2 separate regions of the Mus musculus genome follow, and region 2 is linked to region 1. A link is a contact called in public HiChIP or PLAC-seq data. All regions are on one chromosome and are shown on one strand. The core of a region is the stretch at or near the end of the contact, and the rest is flanking DNA. Distances in the headings are between cores, read along the strand shown. Region 1 has its middle 5.3 kb from the start of Gm36164. Region 2 has its middle 10 kb from the start of Dph3.

Region 1 (6,916 bases), core at 1,817-4,316:
CAATTAGTTTTGTTATCTAGAAGATTTCCTGTTTATATTACTCATGTTAGAGCCCATTCAGGCCTACCTGGCCCCATGGCTCTGAAAAATGATTTGGCAGATAAGGCCACTAAAGTGGTGGCTGCTGCCCTATCATCCCCGGTAGAGGCTGCAAGAAATTTTCATAACAATTTTCATGTGACGGCTAAAACATTACGCAGTCGTTTCTCCTTGACAAGAAAAGAAGCCCGTGACATTGTTACTCAATGTCAAAGCTGCTGTGAGTTCTTGCCAATTCCTCATGTGGGAATTAACCCACGCGGTATTCGACCTCTACAGGTCTGGCAAATGGATGTTACACATGTTTCTTCCTTTGGAAAACTTCAATATCTCCATGTGTCCATTGACACATGTTCTGGCATCATGTTTGCTTCTCCGTTAACCGGAGAAAAAGCCTCACATGTGATTCAACATTGCCTTGAGGCATGGAGTGCTTGGGGGAAACCCAAACTCCTTAAGACTGATAATGGACCAGCTTATACGTCTCAAAAATTCCAGCAGTTCTGCCGTCAGATAGATGTTACCCACCTGACTGGACTTCCATACAACCCTCAAGGACAGGGTATTGTTGAGCGTGCGCATCGCACCCTCAAAGCCTATCTTATAAAACAGAAGAGGGGAACTTTTGAAGAGACTTTACCCCGAGCACCAAGAGTGTCTGTGTCTATGGCACTCTTTACACTCAATTTTTTAAATATTGATGCTCATGGCCATACTGCGGCTGAACGTCATTGTACAGAGCCAGATAGGCCCAATGAGATGGTTAAATGGAAAAATGTCCTTGATAATAAATGGTATGGCCCGGATCCTATTTTGATAAGATCCAGGGGAGCGGTCTGTGTTTTCCCACAGAATGAAGACAACCCATTTTGGATACCAGAAAGACTCACCCGAAAAATCCAGACTGACCAAGGGAATACTGATGTCCCTCGTCTTGGTGATGTCCAGGGCGTCAATAATAAAGAGAGAGCAGCGTTGGGGGATAATGTCGACATTTCCACTCCCAATGACGGTGATGTATAATGCTCAAGTATTCTCCTGCTTTTTTACCACTAACTAGGAACTGGGTTTAGCCTTGATTCAGACAGCCTTGGCTCTGTCTGGACAGGTCCAGACGACTGACACCATTAACACTTTGTCAGCCTCAGTGACTACAGTCATAGATAAACAGGCCTCAGCTAATGTCATGATACAGGGAGGTCTCATGCTGGTTAATCAACTCATAGATCTTGTCCAGAAACAACTAGATGTATTATGGCAAATAGCTCAGCTGGGGTGTAAACAAAAGTTTCCGAGATTGTGTGTTACTTCCATTCAGTATGAGAATTTTACTAGGGCAGCTAATTTGTCAAAAAGTCTTTTTCAGTATATGTTACAGAATTAGACGGCTGAATTTGAACAGATCCTTCGAGAATTGAGACTTCAGGTCAACTCCACGCGCTTGGACCTGTCCCTGACCAAAGGATTACCCAATTGGATCTCCTCAGCATTTCCCTTCTTTAAAGAATGGGTGGGATTGATATTATTTAGAGATACACTTTGCTGTGGATTAGTGTTGCTTCTTTGATTGGTCTGTAAGCTTAAGGCCCAAACTAGGAGAGACAAGGTGGTTATTGCCCAGGCGCTTGCAGGACTAGAACATGGAGCTTCCCCTGATATATCTATGCTTAGGCAATAGGTCGCTGGCCACTCAGCTCTTATATCCCATGAGGCTAGTCTCATTGCACGGGATAGAGTGAGTGTGCTTCAGCAGCCCGAGAGAGTTGCACGGCTAAGCACTGCAATAGAAGGGCTCTGCGGCATAAAATGAGCCTATTCTAGGGAGACATGTCATCTTTCAAGAAGGTTGAGTGTTCAAGTGTCCTTCCCCCAGGAAAAACAACACGGGACCAGACCAGGACCCCTCTGGGTGATGAGCCTGGGAGGAGGTTATGTGTACGGCTCCTTTACCTACACACTGGGGATTTGACCTCTATCTCCACTCTCATTAATATGGGTGGCCTATTTGCTCTTATTAAAAGAAAAGGGGGAGATGTTGGGAGCCGCCCCCACATTTGCCGTCACAAGATGGCGCTGACATCCTGTGTTCTAAGTGGTAAACAAATAATCTGCGCATGTGCCAAGGGTATTTTACGACTACTTGTACTCTGCCTTTCCCGTGAACGTCAGCTCGGCCATGGGCTGCAGCCAATCAGGGAGTGATGCGTCCTAGGCGAAATATAACTCTCCTAAATAGGAAAGGGGTTTCGGTTTCAATAGAGGGGTGGCTTTCGCTTTTGGGGCTGGGGGTTTGCGCTCCTAGCTCCTGAAGATGTAAGCAATAAAGTTTTGCCGCAGAAGATTCTGGTCTGTTGTGTTCTTCCTGGCCGGGCGTGAGAACGCTATTAAGAGGAAGGAAAGAACCAACCCCTGTAAAGTTGTTTTCTCCACAGAGGGGGAGGGGGAGGGGACTCTGATTCTATCCCCCTTCCCCTAGAAAGCTCCATCCCAGTTTTCCATGTCAAACTTAGGGAGGGGCTGTGTACCCTATGCTTATACAACTTTATGGTGATGGTGTCCTCTCCTTGGGGAGCCCAGCCGTGGCATTCCTATCTAGCTCCTCAATCAACTGCTTCAGACCCATTAGACTTTCCATTCATGCCTGCAACCTTTTTCTACCTATGATAGTCAGCTCAGTCCTTCTCTTGTGTAGGTTTGTGTGCAAAAACCAGCTGACTGTGAACAATAGAAGTCTCTAGCAGTGTCTGTTGTCTTATTGTCTGTCTTAGTCATTGTTCTTTTGCTGTGAAGAGATACCGCGACCACAGCAACTCTTATAAAGGGAAGCATTTAACTGGAGTTTGACTACAGGTTCAGAGGCTTAGTCATCATGGGGGTGTGGGAGCATGGCAGCATGCGGGCAGACATGGTGCTGCAACCATAGCTGAGAGTTCTACATCCAGACAGCAGGAAGAGATAGACTCTGGACTTGGAATGGGATTTTTGAAACCTCAAGGCCCATCCCCCCAGTTTCCTCCAACTGGCCACCTCCCAACACTCCCTGATACGATCTATGGGGACCATTCTTATTCTAACCACCACATTGTCTTCTATAATACTTATCTAAGCAACTATTTACATTTACTTGCTGCTGATTGCGTAGCTGCCCATTCAAGAGCAAGAAGTTTGCTGTTGTTTAATGCTATTGTTATCTGCATCTAGTACACACCCATCCATTCACTTACTAAACGCCAAGGGCATGAATTATATAATTAAGCAGGATTAACAGTGAAGATGAGCAGCACAGCTCCCCAGGAAAACACCTTCAAGAGAGGCCATGAGAATGGGCTCCTAAGGAGAAACCCAGAATGGGCAAATCATAGAGGGCACAGGGAAGGCAGGTAGATGACATGTCTCCAAGACATCAGCTGTGAAGGGTAATGAGGCAGTAGGCCAGGTGTATACCACCAGGTCAACCCAGTCCAACACTTCTGTAAGTTCGCTCTTTATAACACACATGCTTGCAGAGCCATCCACATAGGGTTCACTCCCAGCTGTATAGGAGCCAGAAAGATAAGGCATAACATTGGCAAGAAGGAAAAGAGCTAGATAAATACTGTTGAGCAGCCATAATGTGGAGTGTTGCCTCCATTAGAGTTATGTCAGAGCATAAGTATGGTGTGGACCAAGGCGCATGACTGGAGAGTAACTGAAAAGGGGGATTATGGAACAACATGGTTGTGTTGAGACCCATTCTGTCCAAGTGTACACACACACACACACACACACACACACACACACACACACACACATGTTTATGAAAGGATATAAAACTTGAGATATGTGATTCATGTAATTTATGTCAAATAGCCCAAAGAGTTGTTTGTGAGCTTTAAAACCTGGGGCTGAGAACATAGCAGAACAGGCCAGGACATGCCCGGGCAGGCCCGTAGTCACATGTCCTGACTGGCCTAGTGCCTTCCTATCTCCCGCCCTTCTGACAGTCTGTTGATGTTTAAATGAACCAATCATGTGAAACCGCGCCAATTCCTCCCCCAGCCCCACCCCTTTTCTATAAAAGTCCCTAGCTTCCAAGCCTCAGGGTCGAAACCACTGTCTCCTGCGTGAGATACGTTTCGAACCGGAGCTCCGCCATTATGGCTCCACCATGTGGTCGACACCTCTGTCTCCTGCGGGAGATATGTGTCGGCCCGGAGCTCTGTCATTAAACTACCTCATGCTTTTACAACAAGATGGTCGTCTGTTCGTGATTCTTGGGTGCGCGCCGAACGGAAATTGAGTGGGGGTTTCCCCACTAGGTTCTTTCATTTACAGAAACATAGGAAATCATCTACAAGGAACATGGCTGATTGGCTGTTAACAGTGCAGGGCTATGGGACTGGAATAGACAAAGAGAGACCTTTATTTTAGGGTATTGCTTGAATTTGCTGTCACTCACATAGGCTAACCTTCAAATTAATGTAGAAAAAGAAAGCATAAGGGACTATGGCCACCAAGCACCATGGGCAAGCCCAAGATTCAGAAGTCCATGATCGGCATGGTTGGATCAAGCAGGTCAGAAGGATGAGACAAACAAGAGACAGTCAAACAGATGAACTAACTTCAGACAAGGTCCTTGGCAGGGTAGTGAGGAGGGGCAGAAACCTAAGTAAGCAGATCCCAAGAGAGGAGATACTGACCTGGTCCTTGCTGCTCTCTAACTACGTATCACATGTGTGTAGAGCCCTGATAGTCACAACCTCCCATAGTTAAGCCCTGACCCTGATGGAGGCAGAAATGGAATTCAGATGACAAGATTCTCTTAAGATAGCCTTATATCTGTCTGTAACTTAGTCCTCCCTCTATTCCTAAGGAAAGAGGTGGTTTGTTGAAGGATATTTGATCATTCTGTGAACCTGAGGTTGTGTTATTTACTGGGGGAAAGAAATCATTTCTAGTTGTGGTGTGGCTCAACCTTTAGCAGACACCTTTAACCCCTCTGGCTGGAATACAGACATGCATTTAGTACACACCTTTAATCCCAAACAATGAAAGTAAAGTTAGTTTTCAGAAAGAACACTATGTTTGAAAGTGACATATAATTGAGTGGCAGACAAAGTGATGAATCAGAGAAAGATTTGACCAAATAGGATGTGCCCAACTCTCACGAGAAGAGAGAAGAATGGGAAGCTACTTAAGAGAGAGCAGCACAGAGAGAAAAGAGGGGGAAGGCAGTTTAGCTGGGACAGTTGTACAGAGGCAAGTTGCAGAGAGAACAAGCCAGACACAGGTGAAGACAGAATGAGCCAGAGAATGGAAAGGAACAAGAACAGATTGCCAGAGTTAATTTGAGGCCAAGCAGAGTAAAAAGACAGAGGCTGAAAGGGAGAGAAGTCAGATTAAATCAGTCATCTTGGAAAGGAGTTTGAGCCAGAAGAGCTGAGTTGAATCAGCCAGAGAACTGAAAAGAACTAGGAAGGATGAGTTTATTTATCCGTAAGTCTCAGAGGCTGAAAACATTCTAGGCTTAGAGAAGATCACACAGAGGCTAGAAGCTTCCAGGACTAAGCCTAGGTTAGCAGACAGAGGCAGTAAGCCTCGAAGACAACAATTACCTCAGACAAATAAAAGTTATATTAGCAGAGGTTGTGCCATCTCCCCATATCCTTTCACCAATAAAAGGTTTTTCTTTGCTCCTTCTAAAGCTTTCAGAGTTTTAAAGTTTTGTACCCCACTCTGAATATCTCCAGGAGGAACTGTATATAGTATCTCCCTGGTATGAGTACATCTTTGTGAGTTAATACAATTCAATCACCATCAAACTTTAGTTACGCAAATATTATTTGGAAGCTGTATACTTAGAAAGAACAAATATCTTTCTGGCAAAGGAAGAGGTGAAGGGGGAGGAAGGGAATGAGGAAGAGGAAGAAGAACAGGAAAGGGGAGGAGGAGGAGATGGAAGAGTAGATGGTGATGATGATGTAGAAGGAAGGTGAGAAGCAAGGTGTGGAGTCTGCAGGACTCCTGTAGCACACAGCAGCAGCATGGACCCAGATGGAGAAGAGGGCCCATCTGAACACTGTAGACAGTCATGATTCCATGTAAGCAAAGACCAGCCAGTTCTCCCACTTCCTCTGTCTGAAGTCTTGACCCAGAGAATCTTCAGCGATCATTGGCCAATGTTCTAAACCACCTGGCTTTTGAATATCTTGTTACTCAGCAAGAGATAACTGATAACACCATCCATTCTGTTCCCAATATCAATGTCTTTCCCTCCTAAGAAAATATTAGCTTCAAGATTATGTATATGTATATATATGAACAGGAAATTAATAAAATACTATATGTCAGTGTTGGAGTGCTGGCTTAGCATGGAGAAGCCCAAGATTTGAAGCCCAGCACAGAAAACAAACATAGCCAACATATTGAAGAAAACACTGCAGTTCATCTTTCTATGCAACTAATGAACATTTCTTCTTTTCTGAACTTCTAGTTTGTTTTCTCTGTCTATTTTTCTTGCAAAATCTTCCCATAAATTTATTGGATCACTTCTTATGTGCTAGTAAGTGTCTCCTAAGAGCAAAATACTAGGACTTGGTTAAAGTTTTTAGAAACTCCCCAGAATAGAGTTAAAAATTAGCAAGTAAAATCACATTGTGTAAGGTCCTGGAAAAGAAGAATTAGGGATGTGGTTGTGCACATCTGCAGTTATAGCTTTAGAGAGATACAGGCTGAGAAACTAGGAGTTCAAGGATAGCATTAGCCACATAGTAAACCTCAGGCCAGTCTGAGCCCCTTGAAATCCTGTCTCAAAAAAAAATCAAGGAAAACAATAATGAAAACACATGAAGAGGCAATAGAGGAGGAGATGGGAGGGGGGGGAGAAGGAGATGGAGGG
Region 2 (7,236 bases), core at 567-3,066, 160 kb before region 1:
AAAAGGCTCCTTTTCTCTAAGATATAAATTGAATACAATTATAACAATTATGAAAATTATAAAGCATGGTATACATTTATAGCATCCAGAACATTATATTTGGCAATACAGATAAAGTATTTTATCATCTATCCTAACTTAATGAGTTTACAATTCTGTACTAAATCATCTTTGATTTTAACTTGTATTACCATCTTAAAACCATCTATTAAAATCCAGAACACCTGGGGCTGGAGAGATGGCTCAGTGGTTAAGAGCACTGACTGCTTTTCCAAAGGTCCTGAGTTCAAATCCCAGCAACCACATGGTGACTCACAACCATCTGTAACAAGACCTGATTCCCTTGTCTAAAGACAGCTACAGTGTACTTACATATAATAAATAAATCTTTTTTAAAAATGTGTTTAAAAATCCAGAACACCTTAAGTTTAATTGTGAGACTATAACTATCTAGTCTTCAACCCCACCAGAGATTCGAGAATGAATAAATATTATTTGAGTATGCAGGAAGCACAGGGACTCAGCTTCTAAAAATCATAGAAGTAACATAGATAGCTTAAGGCTTGAACAGTCCTACATTTTTTTTTTATGACATTGGAGCATCTATCTTCAGCCTTTCATCCCAGAACATCTGACAGGCCTTAAATGAAGCAGGAATTATGAAGGACTAGCTTACTCTGACTTGGCAGAGCTTAGCAATCGACTATCCTATGTCTCTTTGTGCTTTTTGGACAGCATTCTGTCTGCAGATAAAATTGGGACATTTCCCCGCAGTGGCTAGCTTGCCACAATTGGAGCAACTCTATATGGAGGTTATTGATGCTCATCATCTCCCTTGAAGTGGAATGGGGTGCTGTCAGGACCTTGGCTAAGTGTTCTCCACGCTGAGTTGTGGGGTTGGAGACAGCAAACATTAATTAAGTTGGACATGAAGGAGACCTTTCTGTTTGGTAAAGTATCAAATGTTATTAGTTACCCCCAAATGGATAAATGGTATCCAGTCAATCAATAAGCAGAAAACATTTTGTTGCTGTTTATAAGAGCTAATCCTAATATACATGGGAGTGGGGTGTGGGGAGTGTGGGAATAGGGGGAGGAATTTGGGGTTTTCTCTTGAGACAAGGCCTCACTGTATAGCCCTGGCTAGCCTGGAACTCACAGATCTGCATTCCAATGCCTCCTGGGTGCTGGGATTAAAGGCCACCATTTACAGCTTGCTTTTTTTTTTTTTCCTTTTTTTTTTTTTTTTTTTTTCCGAGACGGGGTTTCTCTGTATTCTCTGTATAGCCCTGGCTGTCCTGGAATTCACTCTGTAGACCAGGCTGGCCTCAAACTCAGAAATCTGCCTACTTCTGCCTCCCAAGTGCTGGGATTGAAGGTGTGCGCCACCACGCCCGGCTCATTTACAGCTTTTTATTTTACTATTTTCCTGACAGGATTTCACTATTTACTTTTTCCCTCAGAGGAGAGTTTTCAAAAACTAGAATTATATCACAGAAATCTTAAAAACCAAAGCAGGAATGATATTTTTAGACGAAAACCTGAAAGGTATGTGTGGATCGTTAAGGAAAGGCTGTCCCATTCTCTGTGGATGCTATCAATGGCTGCCCCATTCTCTGTGGATGCTATCAATGGCTGTCCCCTATCAATGGCTGTCCCGTTCTCTGTGGATGTTAGTGGATGGCTGTCCCGTCCTCTCGCCAACTCTCTCACCTTACTCATCAGCATTTTAAAGGAATTACCATGTGGTCATAAGGAGGCAGAAGGAAGGCCTGACCTTGACCAGATGGTTCCTGTTTTTCTTGTTGCCCACGTGCTCTTAGCCCATCTGTGTGCTCAGCAGGTCAGTGCCAGGGGCAGAGAGGCCAAAGAGATAGCGGTCACCTCAATTAGCCTTGGTTTCTCTACTGTGAAACAGTAATAAGGGAGTTGAAGAAATGATTGTTTAAATCTTTCTCTGCTCTGTTCTGATGTGACTTTGAGTAGGCTATTTCCAACGGATTTCCATTCTTGGGCCATGTTCTGAGGTAGGGGAGAGAAAATGAAGTGTATGCAATCTCACTGCGGCCTGTAGGTGGAGCCAGAGCTCCACTGGACTCCTGTGTGATCTGCTCAAGGCCAGGTCAGCTTCAGCAAGACCTGCACACCCAAAAAATATCTTTGGGCCCATGTGTTCTTATTCCCAAGAGGCAGTTTACTTAATGCGAATCTCTGGTCAACTGACATTCTCTGGACCTTCATCCTGAGGCCTGGAGCAAACAGCCCTGTAGTTACTACTGGCTTCAGTGATATCTCCCAATGTTTATGTCTCAATGTCCCAAAGGCTATCAGGGCTACTCTGTTATAAACTGGCACTGCCCAACATGGCGACCCTAAGAACCATGTGGCTTTTACCACTCAAATGATGTTAAGAAGTCAGTTCCTCCATAGTCAAGTAGACATTCACACAGACTGTGACTTGTGGCAGCTGCTGTGGCTGCAGGGGCCTTTCTCTCCCTGGGAGGCTGTGGAAACCTTGGGAGGTGGAGTGTGGTTAGAGGAAGAACACTAGAGCGTGGCCTTAAAGAGGACCTGGTTCTTCCCCTCCCAGTTTCCTGGCTGCCACAAGCAGATCAGCTCGGCTCCTGCCGTGATTCTCTGCCTTAACCACAGGCCCAGAAACAAGAGTCAGACGAGCACAGACCAAACCCTGGGAACCCATGAGCCAAAGGAGATCTCCCCTTCTTCTCAATTGTTTCAGGTGTTCACCACAGAGAGGAGGCTGCCAATACAAGCTCTACTATGTGGAACACAGTAATAGGCACTAGGAGAAACTGTGTTATTAATGCTGACACCCCTACACTCAAGGGGTTCAGGGAGTTCTGTCCTGCCCTGCCACTGCACACACACACACACACATTCACACACAGATGCACACTCAGACATAAACACATACAAGCACACAAACTCACACATACATATGCATACTCACACAAAATGCACATACATACACAGAGATTCACACACACACACAGAGTCACACATAAAGACTCACACAAATTCACACACATTCTCACACACAAATACATATATCCACACAAATTCACACACATACACAGATTCACACACATGCACACTCACACATAAAGGCACATACACACAAATTCACATATTTGCACACATACACACTCACACATAAAGGCACATACACACAAATTCACACATTTGCATCCTCACACACTCACACACACGCAAATACACACACATACATGCACACACAGAGGGGAGCCTCTGTGTGTTGTTTTGGAATCCAGTAATTTGCCATTCATCATCTCATTGCAAAGTAGGAGACCTGATTACAAGGTAGGTGCCTGATGGGCACCGGAGAAGCTATGCTGCAGTCACGGCCTCGCAGAAGAGATGATGCCAGCTGTCAGCACCCAAGGATACCTCCTATGTGCAGAGGTGACTGGCCACAAATGCCTTAGGATGAATTCTAGCCTGGTGGAGGGAAGCACTTAAAAACATGCCCTTGCTGCAAGTGCAGACAGCCCCCATTTCCATCTGTTGTGCTCACTGGGGTCTGTGTGTCCTTTTACTCAAGGGGATGAAGGCTCCACTGACCTGGGGTGGTCGGTGCTCTCACTGTCACACATCTTGGTGTGCTTTAGAGAAGAGATCTGTTATGATTTGAGTATGAAATGCTCCCCAAGTGTCAGGTTCAGAGGGGTTAGTGATCAGACAATAAATTCTGAGAGCTCGACCTGATTAACGGAGTTGTCCCTTGATGCGCGATGGGAAAGTCGTGAAGAGCAGGTACAGCAGAAGTGGGGATAGTGGAAGCTACACCCTGCCCTGGCCCTTTGCTAGAACCCTCTTTCTCTGTTTCCTGCCTGCAATGAGGTGAACAAGCTTCTCCATCACACACGGTGTCGGGTGTGTGCTCTACTCAAACACACAGGGCAAAACTCTCTAAGACCACGAGCCAAAACAAACTGCCCTTCCCTAACTTGTTCTTGCCAGGGCGGGGGCGGAGGCGGGGGCGGGGGCGGGGGCGACCACAGCATTAAAAGCGGTACTGCAGACAGGCCCTCATTCTCAGCAGGATGTCCTATCCCAGTAGCTCCTGCTTCTCTTCCTAGATCTACAAACAGTGGAAAGACTTCACTGGTGATGTTAGGGTGGGACCAGCCCTATGGTGGACTGCGTGCCCTGCAGTAGGATTTCAGAGGCAATTGGACAGCTGTGCCCTGTGGCCTTGAGTAGGAGAATAGATGCTCAGGGCATCAACTTGTGAAGCTGGGGAAGAGACACAACCGAGGAGGGCTGTACTATGATGTTCACGTTGGGTTTGCCTGGCAGCAGCCTCGGGTGAGGTCTTGGAAGCAGGTAGTTTGAGAGCAAGAGATGAGTTTGAAAAGCAGGAGTGTGGGGGTGGGGATCACAGGGCCAGAGGAAAAGCTAGATTATTAAGGTCACCACCCAGCTCTGCTGCGCCATCCTGAAAAGTACACAGAATGCACCCAGAATTACCTGAAAGAAAGAGACTGGGTGTCTGCTGAAAACCTGTGTGTTGAAGGTTTGCTCCCCAAGGTAGCAGGAGCCAGAGGTGGGACTTTTAGGAAGGGATTGGATCATGGCGGTTCTGGCTTCATCAACAGATTAATCCATCCATGGCTTCACAATGTCAGGACCTGCTGGGAGGTGCTGGGAACTCAGGAGGCAGGAGGCAGTTGAAGGGGATTGGTCTTGGAGTTACGGCCTTGGAATGGTTTCTTGTCCTGGCCCCCTCCCCTCTGCTTCCTGGCCAGCATATGGTGAACAGCCTTGTTCCACCATGTTCTTCTACCATGCTGTTCTGCCTTACCACAGGCCTGATACAACAGAGCCAGCCACCCATGGGCTGAGGTCTCTGAAACCAAGTAAGTCCTTCTTTCTTTCAGGTGGCTTTCTCAAGTACTCTGCTAAAGCAATAAAAGGCTGACAAACACAGTTGCTGCATGAACTGTTCCGCCTTCAGAGAACACCCAGGGCAGAGTGCAGGTGACCCTGGGCTCTGACCTAGAGGAAATCTGAGCCAGCACAGAACTCGGTGGCCCTGCTGCTGGCAAAGGATGTGCAGGGAGTGTGCTGCCATCTGTGTCTGCCGTGCTTACTAAACCGTACAGTCAGACTATAAATGGCGTGGTCCCAGGGTGGCCAGTGTGCCCCGGACCCAGGGGAGATATGCGTCTCCTGTGCAGCCTCTGGAAGAATCCATTTTGCAGTGAGAGTGAAAGCTGAGCTCCCACAGAGGAGTTGGGATCCTCACTAAAGTTTATGTGGTCTGTGTGCTGGTGGTGAAGCTGATGTGAGTCCCAGGGGTCAGCTGGAGGTATGGCAGAGTTGGAGGAAGCCACAGGCCTCTCCTGAAGCACTTCCTCAGCTCCCTGTCTGTAGAGAGGTAGACATGCTCCTCTGCCTCTATTCCTACACTTCGATGGTCTACTCAAGGGCACAGGGCATCGGAGCCAACCTCTGCCGTGTACTGTGCTGACTTCCTTTAGCCTCTCGTTTCCTGATGGCATTAGGATGCCTGTCCTGTGCCCTAACTTGGCCTTTGAATGACATTAGTCATTGTGTTGGCTGGATATCAGTGCTGTCCCAGAAACTACTCTGCAGATTCTGAATATGTAATGTTGCCCTGGGTAAGGTGACAGCCAGCAGATTTTGTAACAGTCAAGAGTATCTGTCATTCTCCTCCCCAGCAACCAGGCTCCATTAGCTTGAGCAGGGTTCTTGTGGCCAGGCACGTTATCTGAGCTGTCACCATCCAGCTCTGCCGCCTTCGCCTTCGCCTGAATGGCAGGAAACGCATGGGTGGGCCTTGTCAGTTCCCTTGTTACTGGCATCACTCTGATGTTCAGCCATGAGCCCTGTGGCTATGAGTCACCGAAGGAGAGAGGCTGCCTGAACATCTCTGCCAGATTTTGGAAGAGCTTTGCTAGAGACAGAAGAGTCTTTGGATCTGCCCCTACTCCTGTCCCCTGTGCTCCTTGAGTGGACTGCAACTTAGAGCCACCTGGCAGGGCTAATGTGCATGCCTGCCACTTTAGCTGGGGTGCAGAGCCTGTGTCAGATAAATCCAGGGAAAGAAAAAGACATCAGCCACTGGGCCTGGCTTTGAAATCCTGTCCCTACTTAACACAATGGAACTGACATCAGTCAAAGCTGTGCTGTAACTGACAGCAAGATGAGGCCACAGTGTCTAGTTTGCTTCCTGTTGCTTGGTCCCCAGGGCAGTAATATTCAGAGGGGTTCTGGCTTCATTAACAGATTAATCCATCCATGGCTTCACAATGTCAGGACCTGCTGGGAGGTGCTGGGAACTCAGGAGGCAGGAGGCAGTTGAAGGGGATTGGTCCTGGAGTTACGGCCTTGGAATGGTTTCTTGTCCTGGCCCCCTCCCCTCTGCTTCCTGGCCAGCATATGGTGAACAGCCTTGTTCCACCATGTTCTTCTACCATGCTGTTCTGCCTTACCACAGGCCTGAAACAACGGAGCCAGGCAGCCAGCCATGGACAGAAATAAACTTTCCTTCCTTTCAGTTGACTCTCTCAAGTACTGTGTTGCAGCAGTGAAAAGCTCGCAAACATGGAGAACCACCCTGTTTTAAACGTTTATTTGCCTTATACTTCCAGGTCGGTCCATCGAGAAGAGAAGTCAAGGCCGAAACTCAAGGCAGACAAGGAGGTGGAAGCAGAAACTATGGAGAAACATTGCTTGCCAGTTTGCTCGCTGGCTCATGCTCAACCAGCTTCCACCTGCCTAGGCACAGTGCCACCCACAGTGGGCTGGGCCCTCCTACATCAATCAAGATAATCTCTTAAAGACATGGCCACAGGCCATTTTGATCTCTGCAGTCTCACAGTTGGGACTCTCTTTTTCCAGGTGACTTTAAATTGTGTCAAGTTGACAATAAAAACTAACCAGTACAACATTTAAGCAAAGACAAAAGCAAGACCACAGGCCACCTGTAAGTAGTCTAGTCTGTGGGCAAACAAAAGTGGTGTTTCCCAATTAATTATGGGTCTAGCCCTACTCTACTCCCCCACAGCCTCCCAGACTAAGATAATTAAGATGCTCTGTCACAAAATTGTTCTGTTGCACAGCATGGAACTCAGAGTAAGACGGTTTGTCCTTATCCTTGTAATGATGTGAAGTCATGGAACACAAATGGTCACCTGAGAAGCCTCCCTTGATACCTTCCTATGAGAC

The links. HiChIP or PLAC-seq counts read pairs in DNA pulled down with a chosen protein or histone mark.
Region 2: a contact with region 1 is called in an H3K27ac HiChIP or PLAC-seq map of embryonic stem cells, with 2.6 times the contacts expected there. The contact joins two enhancer-like sites. A contact is called at or near these places in 11 of 115 datasets of contacts at active chromatin or transcription factors (acute myeloid leukemia, cardiomyocytes, embryonic stem cells and 4 more) and 2 of 9 other capture datasets (adipose tissue and liver).

The regions. Positions count from the first base shown.
Region 1 is chr14:31,914,826-31,921,741 of GRCm38.p6, reverse strand. No RefSeq gene overlaps it. Among named protein-coding and RNA genes, the nearest start is that of Gm36164, 5.3 kb to the right of the region's middle. Within about 2 kb of position 3,066, at least 8 of the 459 cell types and tissues checked have an H3K27ac peak or open chromatin away from gene starts, as enhancers often do. A contact at or near this core is called in embryonic stem cells, where this site is marked.
Region 2 is chr14:32,071,946-32,079,181 of GRCm38.p6, reverse strand. No RefSeq gene overlaps it. Among named protein-coding and RNA genes, the nearest start is that of Dph3, 10 kb to the left of the region's middle. Within about 2 kb of position 1,816, at least 54 of the 459 cell types and tissues checked have an H3K27ac peak or open chromatin away from gene starts, as enhancers often do. A contact at or near this core is called in embryonic stem cells, where this site is marked.